Linked DNA regions of Zea mays: region 2 is linked to region 1. Evidence: chromatin contacts called from public Hi-C data. All regions are on one chromosome and are shown on one strand. The core of a region is the stretch at or near the end of the contact, and the rest is flanking DNA. Distances in the headings are between cores, read along the strand shown. Region 1 holds the start of LOC100193025 (putative laccase family protein). Region 2 holds the start of LOC100285774.

Evidence for each region. A called contact is a pair of places that touch in the nucleus more often than the background predicts.
Region 2: a contact with region 1 is called in a Hi-C map of ear, with 1.7 times the contacts expected there. The contact joins the promoter of LOC100285774 here to the promoter of LOC100193025 in region 1. A contact is called at or near these places in 2 of 25 Hi-C or Micro-C datasets (bundle sheath and ear).

Annotation. Positions count from the first base shown.
Region 1 is chr1:39,861,986-39,869,596 of Zm-B73-REFERENCE-NAM-5.0, forward strand. LOC100193025 (putative laccase family protein) reads right to left here and starts at 2,679. Exons shown (of 6, transcript NM_001138193.1): 1 at 2,481-2,679; 2 at 2,022-2,173; 3 at 1,306-1,553; 4 at 1,097-1,225; 5 at 59-1,015. The coding sequence starts at 2,594.
Region 2 is chr1:40,167,455-40,175,065 of Zm-B73-REFERENCE-NAM-5.0, forward strand. LOC100285774 reads left to right here and starts at 4,803. Exons shown (of 10, transcript NM_001158664.2): 1 at 4,803-5,180; 2 at 5,843-5,936; 3 at 6,613-6,729; 4 at 7,231-7,303; 5 at 7,383-7,501; 6 at 7,592-7,611. The coding sequence starts at 5,068.

The DNA of each region.
Region 1 (7,611 bases), core at 1,429-3,928:
TATACTGGAATGATTTGTCATTTGGACGGCAATTTTAGCTAGCTGGCTGTTCACGCACCGGGATTATCCGCGAAGAACCTGATGGCGACCCAGCCCCCTGCCGGCACGCCGACGGTGTTCCTTTGCACCGGGTCGACTAGGTTGAACTTGGGTGGGTCCTTGGACGAGTCGTAGTTGCCGAAGCCTTGGCCGACGACGAAGAAATCGAATCCGTGGAGGTGCAGCGGGTGGCTCTCGGCGCCGAGGATGCTGGTGGCCTGCAGCACGACCTCGACGCTGGTATTGTAGTCCAGCACCACCACCTTGGTCCCGTGGGAGACGTTGGTGTTGTTCGGCGGCGTGCCCGTGTAGTTGAACGGCTCGAGCGGCGCGACGGGGAAGTCGGGCGTGTACACGCCGGCGACGCTGCCGTAGTGCGCCTGCAGGAGCGCGGTGGTGGGCATGTTGAAGGACACGTTGTTCATGGACGCCGTGAACATGGTCCCGTTGGGCCCCTGGCACGTCTGGTTGACGGGGCAGGGGTTGGTGCCGAGCCCGACGGCGAAGAAGAAGGAGCGGTCCACGGCGCGGGGCACGTTGGCCGGGTAGTCCGGGGTTGCCAGGCTCCGGAGCCTGGCGCTGTAGTTCGCGGCGAAGGCCGTGTCGTTGAGCGCGGGGAGCGAGGGCCGGAAGAGCGGGAGGCTCCTGATGTGGCCCGGCGGCGCGTACTCGAGCACGGCCGCGACGGTGGTGTTGTCGAAGGTGCCCGGCTGGCCCGTGCCGTAGGGGCGCGCCAGCATGAGGTGCGTGGCCGCGGGGCACCCCGCGTCGGGCTCGGCGCGCAGGAGCACGTTGGTGGTCTGGCCCGGCGTGATGAGCACGATGTCCGTGCGGAACGGCTTGACGTAGGCGGCGTCGACGTCGACGACGGTGAGCGTGTGGTTGGCGATGGAGAAGAAGAGCTCGTCGTTGAGCGCGGCGTTGATGAGACGGAGCAGGTACCATTTGCCGGGCAGCACCTTCAGCTTGAACGTGTCTATGGAAGCAGCACACATGTGACACATGACGGTGAGCTTGAACTTTTCAATGGGCCCTGGCTGAACGGGCCGAGTCTTACCTTTGCTGGAGCAGTTGTACAAAGGGCCCGGGAGCCCGTTGATGGTGAAGGCGTCCGACACGTTTGGGCCTGCTCCAGTCTGAAGCGCCTGGGCGACAATTGTCTCTGGATCCGCGTTGAACCACTCTCCTGCGGCCACATCGCACGTTAATTATCCTAGTAGTACAGGGCAGGCTACAAGCAGAGCAGAGCAGCAGCAGCAGCAGCACCGAAGATGACTGGGACGTCCTTGTAGGGTTTAACCGGGAGCGGGTATGGCACGCCGCGCTTGGGGAGGATGACGATGGCCCCGTAGAGCGTGGCGCGCATCCAGGAGACGTGCGCGTGCCAGAACAGGGTGCCCCGCTGCCCCGTGATGGTGAAGTTGTACACGAAGCTCTGCCCCGTCTGGATGGGGCACTGCGTCACGTACGCCGGCCCGTCCGACCACCCCGTGCGCAGCTGCCGAACGCCGTGCCTGTTGTTCAATTCGTTCGCGTGTACGTATATGCAGTTTGCATCGCACGCACCCAGAGGGAAGGCACACAAAAGCATCAGTACGGGCATGCAAATATATATCAGCTGCATTATATTGCATTGGCACGTCCTGAAAGACCTGAAACTAGGCTGCTGCCCACTTGGTCCTTTGCTAACTGAAAGGATGGCGAGCTAGCTGCTGATCGCATCCAGGAAACAAATAAAAAGGTGGTAGACGCTGCTTGTTATTAATTAGTTGCTGACACCAACCAGCAGGATCGAGACAGAGGTACGAAACGATGATTTCTCCGTTGAAACATGGCAGCTTTGCGAATGATGATCTAGGTTACTGCTGCAGTTCGTCGCGTCGTTGGTGCAAAGAAACATGGCAGTTCGTCGTCGTTGCTGCAGGGCAGATCGCTATATATATATGTATACTAATTACTATATACATGAAGAGAAAGTTTACCAGTGGATGGTAACGTTGTCCTTGACATTGTTCAGCACCTTGACGACGACGCGGTCGCCCTCCCTGGTGACTATCTTGGGGCCGGGGAACTGGCCGTTCACCGTCGGGATGGCGCGGGTGGTGCACAGCCGCGTCACCTTCTTCATCGTCACCTGCCATATATGCCACACACAAGCCCACACCACACATGACATGATTCGAAACGGCAGATGATATATAGACCCTGTCACGTCCGTCGTCCCAAACTTCCTTCATATATAGACGATGGAAGAACAGACGACCATGCATCAACAACAAGAACTACTAGCAGCTATAGCTAAATCACTGCGTGCGTGCGTGCATGCATGCATGCATGTGGGTACTCCTAGTCCTAGCCAGCAAGTATACGTACATAAGAACACACAGCATGCATGGACGAACGGCGGCTGCTTAATTGGTTGATGAGTGAAATGCACTTACGTTGAAGGTGTAGTGTCTGGTTGTGCCGCCGCCGTGTGACGACTGCGGCAACGCTACCAACGTGCCGAAGAACAGGATGAACGCAAGCCACGACGATGGCGGCGCCGCCCCCATCTCCCTTCCCTTGGCACGCAGATCGATCTCGGACGAGAGATCGAGGACGTACGGTTGTTATATATGGCCGGCCGCAGCAAGATAGCTAGCTAGAGCTATAGCTACAACACGCGGCAGGAATGAAGGGTTATATAGCGAGGAGGAGGAGGACAGTACAGTACTGACGACGGTGGTTGCATTCCTTCCTTCCTTCCTTGCAATTTATTAGGTGGCGACATGATATTTTCCCTTTTTTTCCCAGTGACAAGAAAAAACCGGGGCGGAGCGAGAATTAGGTGACGATGATGATCGAAAGGGTGTTGACAGGAGACGGAGAAAAAGGCGGGGCTTATTAGCGCCAGCCAGCGGCCGCTTTTGCCTGGTCATGTACAAAGAGTTGGGTCCGCCTGGATTTTAGAGTGCAGGCAAAGGAATCGCCCTTTTTGACGTATGGCCCCGCTAGCTGCTTGCTCTCGCTCTGGACGGACGTACATGTATTTTCTCCGGCGTCCAGCGCGCTCATTTTTTTTTTGAACCGTTCGATCTGAGTGCACCCTCGTCAGGATTCAGGAATCATGACTCATGACTGAGACTACTGAGATGATGCAGCCAGCCAATTATCTCCAACGTACGTATTACAGACTGAAGCCCGCGCCCGCCCCCCCTGCAGTGTTGTGATATGATCTTGTGTGTTCTTCTCAAGGAACGACCGCAAATTAACCGTCGCGTCGTCTGTTGAGATTTCCTTGTCGCGTCAGATCGAACGCTACCTTATTAACACTTGGCTAGGATTGGAGTGCTCAGCGGTTAATTTCAACAGTTTTTCTCCTGTAAACTGATAGACGGACGAACTAGAGATCAGAGTTTAGAACACTGCAGCTCACAGGTCCAGGCCACCTCTCTGTTGGATTGATCTTATGTGAATCCGGTCAAAGAGGGGACTTCTTGTATTATGATTGCATGCATAACAATACATTGGATTATTGGTTAACATTCCTCGCCCCATAAACCTAGGGACCTGATCTACTCTAATACGGCTAGCGATGGAAAGACCATCACCTAGCTAATGCACTCTCGGTGTCGTCGTCGCTATTGCACACCGACTCTAAGACTGGCTGCAGCGCAGGCCATCAGCCATCCTCTCTATATGTGTATATTTGGGCCGGGTCTGATGGGCCGGCCCGAAGCACAAAAAAAAATACACCCAGGCATGGCACGACCCGAAATAATTTAGTGTCAGGCTGACACGACCCGATATATCGGGCCGGGTTTGGTCCGAGGTCGCGGCCCATGGGCGGGCACGAGCACGGCTCGTTTAAGGCAGGCACGAAATGGCTCATATAGAGGCACGAAAAGGCCATATATTTATTAAAATCACACTTCATTCCACACTTTCATGTACTTGATAAAAAACACAAAGCTAGAGATAATGCTATTTAGATGTTTTTTGTAGCTTTGAATTAGAGTATGTGATGTAATTTTACTTTTGTTATGAACATTAGATAATAAACTGAACTTACGAACTTTGTATAGAGCTGATTATACTCTTTTTTCTTCTAACAAAATGATTTGTAAACAAGTTAGTCATTGCATAGCTCTGGTAACTTAATACAAATATTAAGTTTGCTTTTGGTCAAATTTATGTGTCTTATCTTTTTATTTGTTTTATTAAATTTGTTTTGAATTTAGGGCTGTGATGTGAATTTCGGGCCAAAAACTGAATTTCGTGCCATGATGTGAATTTCGGGTCGCCCGAAATAAGCCCCGCACGTTTAAGCAATTACGTGTCAGGCCGTGGGCCGAGGGCTAGGCCCATGGGCCGGCCCGAAATTCAAACGGGCCAGGCCGGGCCGAAATTCAAACAATATGGGTCTTTTCGGGCTTGGGCCGGGCCAGGCTGGGCGGCCCGAATATACACCTATAATTCTCTCCTCTATCTCTGTAGATGTTTAGTGTACCCCATTGTCGGCGTTTCGACCCCGGGGGGTCCCTGGACCGACGAGTGAATTGTCGCCGCGTGTCCCAGCCCAGATGGGTTGGCGCGAGACGGAGCACGAAGGGGGGACAGAAGAGAGGGGAAAGCCCGCGGCCTCCGTGTTTGTCCTGCGCCCAGGTCGGGTGCGCTTGCAGTAGGGGGTTACAAGCGTCCGCGTGGGGGGAGAGCGAGGGACTCTACACGTCGCCCCATCCTCCCGCGCGGCCAACCTTCTCGTAAGAGAGCCCTGGTCCTTCCTTTTATAGGCGTAAGGAGAGGGTCCAGGCGTACAATGAGGGGGTGTAGCAATGCGCTGTCGTGTCTAGCAGAGAGGAGCTAGTGCCCTAAGTACATGCCTTCGTGGCAGCCAGAGAGGTTTTGGCATCCTGTTCATATGATGTTGTGGCCGTCGGAGGAGCGTTGGAGCCTTGCGGGAGGACAGCTGTCGGGGCTGTCGAGTCCTTGCTGACGTCTCCTTGCTTCCGTAAGGGTTTGAGAGTCGCCGTCGTCATGGAGCACGCGGGGCGCCATCATTATCTGTTTTTCGGAGCGAGCCAGATGGGACGCCGGTCCCGTTACCCGTAGCCTGAGCTAGCTATGGATAGGGTAATGATGGGCCCCCCTGTGACGTGGTCGGTCCGAGCCCTGGGTCGGGCGAGGCGGAGGCTCCTCCGAGGTCGGGGTCGAGTCGGTCTTTCGGGGTCGAGGTCGTGTCCGAGCCCTGGGTCGGGCGAGGTGGAGTTCGTCGTCTTCCGGGGCCGAGCCCGAGTCCGAGCCCTGGGTTGGGCAAGGCGGAGTTAGTCGTCTTCCGGGGCCGAGCCCGAGTCCGAGCCCTGGGGTCGGGCGAGGCGGAGTTCGTCGTCTTCCGGGGCCGAGCCCGAGTCCGAGCCCTGGGGTCGGGCAAGGCGGAGTTCGTCGTCTTCCGGGGCCGAGCCCGAGTCCGAGCCCTGGGGTCGGGCGAGGCGGAGTTTCCTATGGCGCCCGAGGCCGGACTTGGCCGCTGTCAACCTCACTCTGTCGAGCGGCACAGCAGTCGGAGCGACGCAGGCGGCGCTGTCTTCTTGTCATGCCGGTCAGTGGAGCGGCGAAGTGACCGCGGTCACTTTCGGCTCTGTCGACTGAAGGGCGCATGACATGATAGGATGTCAGGCCATACTTGCATTAAATGCTCCTGCGATTTGGTCGGTCGGTGTGGCGATCTGGCCAAGGTTGCTTCTTGGCGAAGACCGGGCCTCGGGCGAGACGTGAATCTTCCGGGGTCGGCTGCCCTTGCTTGAGGCTGGGCTCGGGCGAGGCGAGGTCGTGTCCCTTGAGTGGACCGAGCCTTGGCTTAATCGCACCCATCAGGCCTTTGCAGCTTAGTGCTGATGGGGGTTACCAGCTGAGATTAGGAGTCTTGGGGGTACTGAAAGGGAAATGTGCCCTTGGGCCATTTCTAAGTATTTTGGTGATTGAGTGTCAACACAAGTGTTTAAATATGAATTCATGCCTATGGATGAATAAAGTGCAAATCAAGAGCAAAGGTATGTTTCTAAGTCTTAGTACATTGATTTTGTGTACTAATATACTTGTCTAAGTATTGGAAACAGGAAGAAAAAGAAAAGGAAAGAGGTGGCTGTGTACAGCCAAGGGGCTGTTTCGGTCTGGGGCACCGGACTGTCCGGTGGTGCACCGGACAGTGTCCGGTGCGCCAGGCTGCCTCGGCCGAAGTAGCCGCTCTCGGGAATTCGCCGACGGCGTACGGCTAAAATTCACCGGACTGTCCGGTGTGCACCGGACTGTCCGGTGAGCCAACGGTCGGCTAGGGTCAACGGTCGGCCGCGGTTTCTGCGCGCGACACGTGGCCAAGCCAACGGTCGGAAAGGGGCACCGGACTGTCCGGTGTGCACCGGACATGTCCGGTGCGCCAACGGCTCCCAGATCTGCAACGGTCGACTGCGCTGTTTAAGGAAGGAGATCGGGCACCGGACAGTGTCCGGTGTGCACCGGACTGTCCGGTGCGCCCGACGACAGAAGGCAAAGATGGCCTTCCAGATTTGTTCTCAACGGCTCCTAGCTGCCTTGGGGCTATAAAAGAGACCCCTAGGCGCATGGAGGGGAACAACAAGCAACCTTAGAGCATTCTTGATCATCCACACTCAGTCTTTGCGCATCCGATTGTCATTCTAAGTGATTCGAGCTCCGTTCTTGTGAGAACTTTGAGATAGTCTTTGAGCTCGATTCTTGGCCGTGTGTGTGCGCATTTCGCTGTGGATTTGTGTGTGTTGCTTCCCTCCCTTACTCCGCGCTTCTTTGTGAACTTTAAGTGTAAGGGCGAGAGACTCCAATTTGTGGAGATTCCTCGCAAGTGGGGTAAAGATAAGCAAGGCAAAACACCGTGGTATTCAAGTGGGTCTTTGGACCGCTTGAGAGGGGTTGATTGCAACCCTCGTCCGTTGGGACGCCACAACGTGGAGTAGGCAAGTTTTGTACTTGGCCGAACCACGGGATAAATCACCGTGTCTTCTCTGTGTTGATTTCTTTGTGATTGTCGTATTGTGCAAGATCTCCTCTTTAGCCACTTGGCAATTATTGTGCTAACCCTTAACAAGTTTTTGTGGCTATAAGTTTAAGTTTTTACAGGATCACCTATTCACCCCCCCTCTAGGTGCTCTCAATTGGTATCGGAGCCGTTCTCTTCAAGAAAGGGACTAATCGCCCGAAGAGATGGATCCTAAGGGGAAGGGAATCGTGATCAACGACAAGGAAAAGGAGTCCTTCGTCAACGAGCCAAAAGATGACAAATCCAACGACTCTGGCTTGGGCCACAAGCGCAAAGATGGGAAGAAGAAGAAGACAAGGCGCATCAAGGAGATCGTCTACTACGACAGCGACGAATCCTCTTCTTCTCAAAAGGACGACGCCTTGAATGGACCGATCAACGAGCATCAACCCCTTGCTCTCAAGGCAACAAGAAGCAAGGAGGCGCTACCTAGCAAGGTGGCACAAATTGAGGCGGCCGGACTTAATGATGAAGAGATGGCTCTCATCATCAAACGTTTCAAGACGGTGCTAAAAGGTCAC
Region 2 (7,611 bases), core at 3,553-6,052, 310 kb after region 1:
AAAGTAAAGCTTTGGTGGATAACAAAAACCTTCTCTTAGAGGTGATGCCTAAAAGGAGCTTCGGATGAGAGAAGATGTGTGTGACATATTTCTGTGGTGAAATATCCTAAGTGTAGACCCACGAATATGAAGTGCTATGATATAAAAAGGAAGGGTAAAATGTAATTTCACACAATATTATACAAAGGGATCAATCCTATAAATAGGCAAACAGTGCAACCATGAGATGGGTCAGCCATTTACGCAATTGGCGCATGTTATTACTCTCATGTAATCCCTCCTAAGGCATAATACCATCACTGAAGTTTTTGCTTGCGATTGCTTATTGAAAGGGAAATGGGATTTAAGCCATTTCTATATTGGTTTTGATGTTTGATGACCATCACAACATTATGGACTAACTAGTTTGCTAAGTGAATGGTTGCAAGCTCATACGATTCAACATACAAGATTCAATATGAATAATAGCTCAAAACTTAACTAAAAAGGGCTTAATTTGGAAAAGATGACATGTGAGTAGTTCAAGCACTTAGATAATACCTAAATAGCCCTAGGAACGTATTTGAGCACCTTAGAGAGATTGGAAAAACAGACATTAAACTTGGTGCTCTTGAGCTAAGTTTGAGAAAAAATGAGAAATTAAGTTGAAGTGATAAAAAAGGTGAAGACATATGGCTTAGACCAATTGAATGTACTCTAGATATGTTTGTCTAAATCATAAAAGTGCTCAATAAGACAACTAAACAAAGACAAGGGGAAAAACTTGGCTGGTAGGGAAACACCACCCCCATAGTATATTAGTATTATATTAAGAAGAAGCTCAATCAGAGCCCTAGTTGATAAAAAGGTCAAGAAAGTTGCCCCCTCGCGCAGCATTAAGGTCTGCCCCATATAGGCCAGATCTTTACTCGTGCTTTGAGCCCTCCCAATCCCTACACGAGGATCCGCCCCCATAGGTCAATCCATCTTGTGTGCACACAACTAGGGGAACTGATGAGTGACTGTTTCTAACCTTAGCCTGAAATTTGCTCCCATTGAGATTCGAACTCAAGACTTGAGGAGAGCTACTCAAAGCACCTATATTGGTTTATAAGCCATTTCTATATTGGTTTTGGTGTTTGATGACCATCACAACATTATGAATTAACTAGTTTGCTAAGCAAATGGTTGTAGGTTTATAAGAATGAAATTAAAGAACCCAATGCAATCAATAACTCAAACTGAAACTAAAAAGGGCACATTTTGAAAAAGGTGAACTATAAGTAGTTCAAGTACTTGGATAAGTTCTAAGTTGCCCTAGGAACACATTTGAGCATCTAAGAGAGGCTATGAAGCTCAGAAATTGATAATGACTCTTTGGAGCTAAGTTTGAGCCAAAATAAGAATATGAGTTTGATAATTCAAAAAGATCAAGATCTATGACTTAGACTAGTTGGATAGACTTTAGATACATTTGTATTAAGTCATAGGAAAGCTCAAGAAGACATCCAAATGTAGACAAAGAAGAAAAGCCCAAAAGGACTTAACTGTGCTGCTCTACGACCCAGTCCGGTGAGATCGTTACGCAGAGAGACAATATTCTGGGCGACCAATTCGATGGTGCACCGAACCATTTACGCAGAGACGATGTTTCAAATTTGGAGCAGTTGGAGCACTAGACTTTGGTCCGGTAAGCACCGGGCCACCCGTACACCCAATGGTCGGATGACATGGCACTGACGTGGTAGATCTGCTGCCATCCTCACACCTGACACTTGTATAGAACGATCACTAACCTTACAGGTGTGGTAGAGGTCTAGTGTGTACAAGACATGTATTGTATGAGGTCTGGTGCACCCGTAGATTGCAGATTTTGGGATTTGATCCCAATGACTATTTGGGTGGTTGTGGGCTATAAATACACCCCAACTATCCCATTCAATACACATGAGTTGGGCAATAACTCCTACATCCAAGAGCTACACTCCCAAAGTGATCAAGCCTCCCTAGTGCCCAAATAGACTGAATTGAGCATTGAGATAGCCATAATCTTATGAATTGAGATAGTGTCTTGTGAGAGAGCCAATAGCAAAGTGTGTGTTGCATTCTTGTGATCATCGTGCTTGGAGTTTTGACTCTCATTCATTGTAAAGGCTAGCAAGAGCATTCGAGCTTGTGGAGCACCTTGCGGAGACTTCAATCTCTTCGATTGAGTTAAGAAATGCGAGAGGACTTAAGTTTGATCTGTGGAATCACTTGAGAGTGTTGAAAGAGACCCGGTCCCTTGGACGCCTCAATGGAGATGCAGGTTTCATTTGGAAACCAAACTTCGGTAAATAAATCGATGTTTCCTTTGTTGTTTGTTTGTTTGCAATTTGTTTTCCCTCTTCATGTCTAAGTTATCTTCCATTGATTTACATTCTAATAATTTTGTGTTGCTCCCAAGATTATTCCGCACACTCATTAGAGCAACACATTGCAAGAAGAATTCATCTCCCTAACTCTAATTATCTTACCTCTTGTTCTAACCAACTAGCTGGGATCAAGTTTTGTTCTTAAGTGGTTAAATTTTAGGTTTCTCCTATTCACCTCCCTCAAGGTGACTATCAAAGAACCAAATCAAGAACAATATCAACCATCATCTACTCAAACGTCACCCCCAACTTAAGACGAGGATCGATACAATCAAGATGATGACACACATCAAATGAGAGATGAAGAAAATCAAGACAAGGAGGATGAAGAAGCAATTCAACAATAAAAAAACTCAAGTGCTTCACCCAAGAGTCAAACAAACTATTTAAAGAGATCATTCGATGGACATGATCCTTGGAGATATTCACAAGGGAGTAACTACATGCTCTAGAACAGCAAATTTTTGTGAAATTGCTCTTTCATGTCTTCTCTTGAGCCTTTTAGGATAGAAGATGCACTTAAGGATCTAGATTAGGTTGTGGCCATGCAAGAAGAGCTCAACAATTTCAAGAGTAATGAGATTTGGAGCTTAGTATCACATCCTAACCAAAATGTTGTAGGGATCAAGTGAGTCTTTGACAACAAGCAAGATGAACATGGTGTGGTGACAAGGATCATGGTACAACTTGTGGCTAAGGGGTATTCAAAAGTCAAAGCTTTGCATTTTGATGAAATCTTTACACTCGTAGTTAAGCTTGGGTCAATTCGAATATTATTAGCATATGCTACTTACCACGATTTTAAGTTGTATCAAATGAACGTCAATAGTGTATTCCTCAATGGACCAATCAATGAATAGGTCTATGTTGAGCAAACTCATGACTTTGAAGATGATAAGTATCTTAACCATGTCTATAAGCTCAATAAGGTGATCCACGATCTTAAGCAAGCACCTAGAAGCACGATATGAATGCCTTAGAGATTCCCTTATTGCAATTTCATTTAAAATTAGAAAAGCCTATCATACGCTTTCACTAAGACGGTTGATGATGATCTATTTATTTGTTAAATTTATGTTGATGATATTATCTTTGGTTCTACTAACCGATCATCTTATGAAGAGTTTAGTAGGATAATAGTCAATAAATTTGAGATGTCAACGATGGAGGAGTTAAAGTTTTTCTTAGGATTACAGATCAAGCAACTCAAGACAACACCTTCATTAACCAAGCGAAGTACAACCAAGACATTATGAAGAAGCTTGAGATGAAGGATGCCAAATCCATCTCCAAGAAGTTTCAAAAAACTTCTCTAATTTATTTTTATAAGGTTTAAAACAACAATCTCTAACAACTCTTAACCTTATCTCTTAATCTTTAAAAAACAAACCCTCTAAAAAAATACATGCACTTGTGCCGCCTGCGGTAGCTCTCCTTCTAGACCAAAGAGCCAATCATGTTTGCTGCAGCATGCACGCCCATGCGGCCATGCAGCACACAATGCCCCACTGCCCGAGCCGGAGTCGAGGTTTGCTACTTTACGCAGGGCGACGCCGAGCACACCGACGTCGTCGTGGACTTGTATGCCTCGTGTGTCCCACCATTCATGATGTGTCCCATCATGCCCGTCAAGTTCATCGAGCTATTCACTTGGCTTTAATCTGAAACGGCTTCTACTGTTTCTACAGTGTTTTGTATGTATCCAAACAACTGATTTTAATCCGAAGCGAACATTCTGATTTGCCTTCGCCACTACTAAAGATCGACGTATACCACCCTCCGCAAGGTCATGACGATCATCACCGGCACGCTGTCCAGTCTGAACCTAGCTATAGCAAAGGGTGTGACGGAGACATGCAAGCAACACATTATCATGGCCTATTTTTCGGTACTCCTAATACCTTTTGTGATTAAAAAAGTAATGATTTTATGAATAAATGTTTAGGAATTATTGTGTATCGTCTAAGGCTGTTCCCAAACCATACTCGTTTAATACATGCCATATAAACATTTTTGATAACACTACAAGAGAGTTAAGAGAAAAATATAAGAAAACTATATCACGAGGGAGATACTGTTTCAGCTCGAGACCTTATAGCAAAACTTAAATCATCCAAGTAATCCACACATCATACACTCATATATGCTAGTATTTAATATTTTATAGAGGATAAAAACAATCTATGATACTATGATTGAGATAGTTGTATTTTATATACTTTTATATAATATAACAGCTTGGATATTGTAACAAGATACCATAGACTCAAAATAGCCTTATGTCAAATAGAGGCAAAATCAAACGATAAGGAGTTTAGGAGGGCATTGTGGTCATTCTCGTCACCCACGTTGTGCCGCGTCCGGTCGTTTCGTTAATACCACCAGTCCACCACTGCCTGCCTGGCCTTGGATTGGAATCTCTGGGCGACTCGACCTGAACAACCCCGCCCGCCGTCCTGCCCTTGTGCTCTAGTCCTCCCGCGACCGTTCCAAATTCTTCCTCGCGTTCGTATTCCACGCGGCGACGTCGCCATCGCCATCGCGGCCGCCGCTCCGCCCCTCTTCCTTCGCATATACGTAGGTAGGCGCCTCCCCAAACCCTAAGCCTTTATCTCCCACGCGCGCGGCTCGCTCTGCTGCGCCGCGGCTCGCTCGACCCCGCAGATCGCCGGCGATGGGATCCAAGGACCAGGACGGAGGGGCTGCATCCTCGGGAGGCGGCTTCTTCTCGTCGTTCGCCGCCGGCATGCGCAGCTGGGGCACCGCCGTGCATAAATCCGTCAACGGGTGAGTTTTCGGCCACCTGCTTCCTACCTCCCCGCTCCTCCCCTCAGATCCGCATCGAGCTACCCGTTAGAGCTCTGCCCGAGCTGATCGTGGCCTCTCCAACCCGTGATCTGATGCTCCTGCATCGGATCCCAGCTGCTTCTGATTCCGTCCGGTGATCCTGTTGAACTCCGAGTCGATTGTTTCCGCTTAAGTTCCAAGCTTCGTTATCTAGTAACTCTATATGTTATGATTCACTCGAATTATGATACAGTGATTTATTTGCTACTTATGTGCAGCCATATATTCTCACCTAGAGCGATAATAAAGTGGATGATTGGTTGAATGATAGGTCCTTACACGTGATGCTCTGAACTGTACACAGTATGACGTGTGCAATACGGAGTTTCTATGATGTAATCTGTACTGAATTGGATGCGAACAGTTTGTCCTATATCAAAATGGTCTTCCTTTGATAAGCACAACATATGTTGGATCTTTGCTTTTCCCTAAGTTTAGACTTTTGTTCCACTTTGTACTTAGGTTTTGCCTTTGTAGACTTGAATTTTCACGAATGTTTGTGGTCAATGGGCTGGCATTGGCCTCCTATGTAAAGATGTTGGTCTTTAGTAATTAAGACGGGTTTCTGTTAGTTACCATCTGCTGTTATGCAATGTCTGTAGGCTGCTTGGTTATGAAGGCCTTGAAGTTATTAACCCCGATGGAGGCACAGATGATGCTGAAGAAGAAGCTTTGAAGGGGAGATGGAAGCAGGAGGTAAGGAGATTTGAATCATCATCAAATAGTGTATTGCTAGAAAGTCATGAGAACAAATTTTATTTGACAATACTTCCAAATTGAGGGTGTTCTGCATGGACATTCACTCTTCATGACAAATTAATTGATTTTGTGATTTTTTTTTCAATCTCGCAGAGCGAAGTTGGATAATATCAACAAATATAAATTCCATGTAAAACTTTTGTGTTCAAATCAGCTTACTGAACTAAAAAGATACCTCCAAGCTGAAAATGCACATTGTCTCCTGCCAAATTAGGTCCTTAAGTTTCATTTCCCCCTTTTTTGTTTCAAATTTTTTACAGCTATATTCTGCTTGTATACCTTGAATGTCACAGAACTCTTAAACATGCCACATGGGAGGCCACTGTGTGCCGTTTAAATTGGCTAAACAAAAATGCCCACAACCACATGTTTATAGTAGTCCTGTGACGTTTGCAGGCTTGCTTGTTGGTCATGAAGTAGCGAGTAAGTTGGTTTAAATACTGTACCTTTTGACAAATATAATTTGGCACTAACATGGATATCGAAGTCTATACTAGAATCTAAGATTTTTTTATCGTAGTAGTTATGATCCAACTATTTACTATCCTACACTTGGAGTTCTGACCTGATTCAGGATCACGATCTTTAACAATCATGTGTGGTTAATTTGCAGGACCGTGATAGCTACTGGAAGATGATGCACAAATACATAGGATCAGATGTTACATCACTTGTGACACTTCCAGTCATAATTTTTGAGCCAATGACAATGCTTCAGAAAATGGCCGAGGTTTGTACTTTGTATTATGTTCTGAATTAGACTTCTTGAGATTTACACTGCCCATCTACAACTGAAGGATGTGTCTGCAATTGTTTGATTCTCGACGGCTTGAAAAAAACATTTTATGCACAAACCGTATACAGTGCTGTAGCAATTTTCCTGTTCACCAAATATTTACTTATGTATAAGGCTAGAAGATCTTACAAGCTATCTTATGGTTTAGTAGCAATTATTTGTATGGCAATTGGCAAACTCTTGACTTCATGTTTCTGTGTTCTGCTGTAGAAATTAGGTTAATTGTAATGCCATGAGTCCAGTAATAAAAAAATGGAGCTAAATAATTTAATGCGACCCTGTCATTGGATGGAGTTAGAAGTTTTGATTTAGTCACCCATTATGTGATTCAAGTATATTCTTATTCTGTACTGAGTCCCATACATAAAATAACTTCTCTCTATATTTAATGTGATGATTCATGCTAATGTTTTTACCTGTTCCTGCTGAGTGCAGTTGATGGAATACTGTGAATTGTTAGACAAAGCAGATGAATGTGAGGATCCATACATGTGTATGGTTTATGCTTGTAAGTTTTCTGCTTCCCTTCCCTTGCACACCATTCTATGCCATATCATGGTTGCCTGAACTGTTAATCCATTTTTCAGCTACATGGGCTGTTTCTGTGTACTTTGCATATCAACGCACATGGAAGCCTTTTAATCCGATCCTTGGAGAGACTTATGAGATGGTTAACCACCAGGGCATTACATTTCTTGCTGAGCAGGTTGGTGATATGAATGTCATTGCAGATATCTTGAATGGAGACAGCTTTGTCAACAAATTTTGCTAATTATGCATACCCTTATTTTGTCAGGTAAGCCATCATCCCCCAAT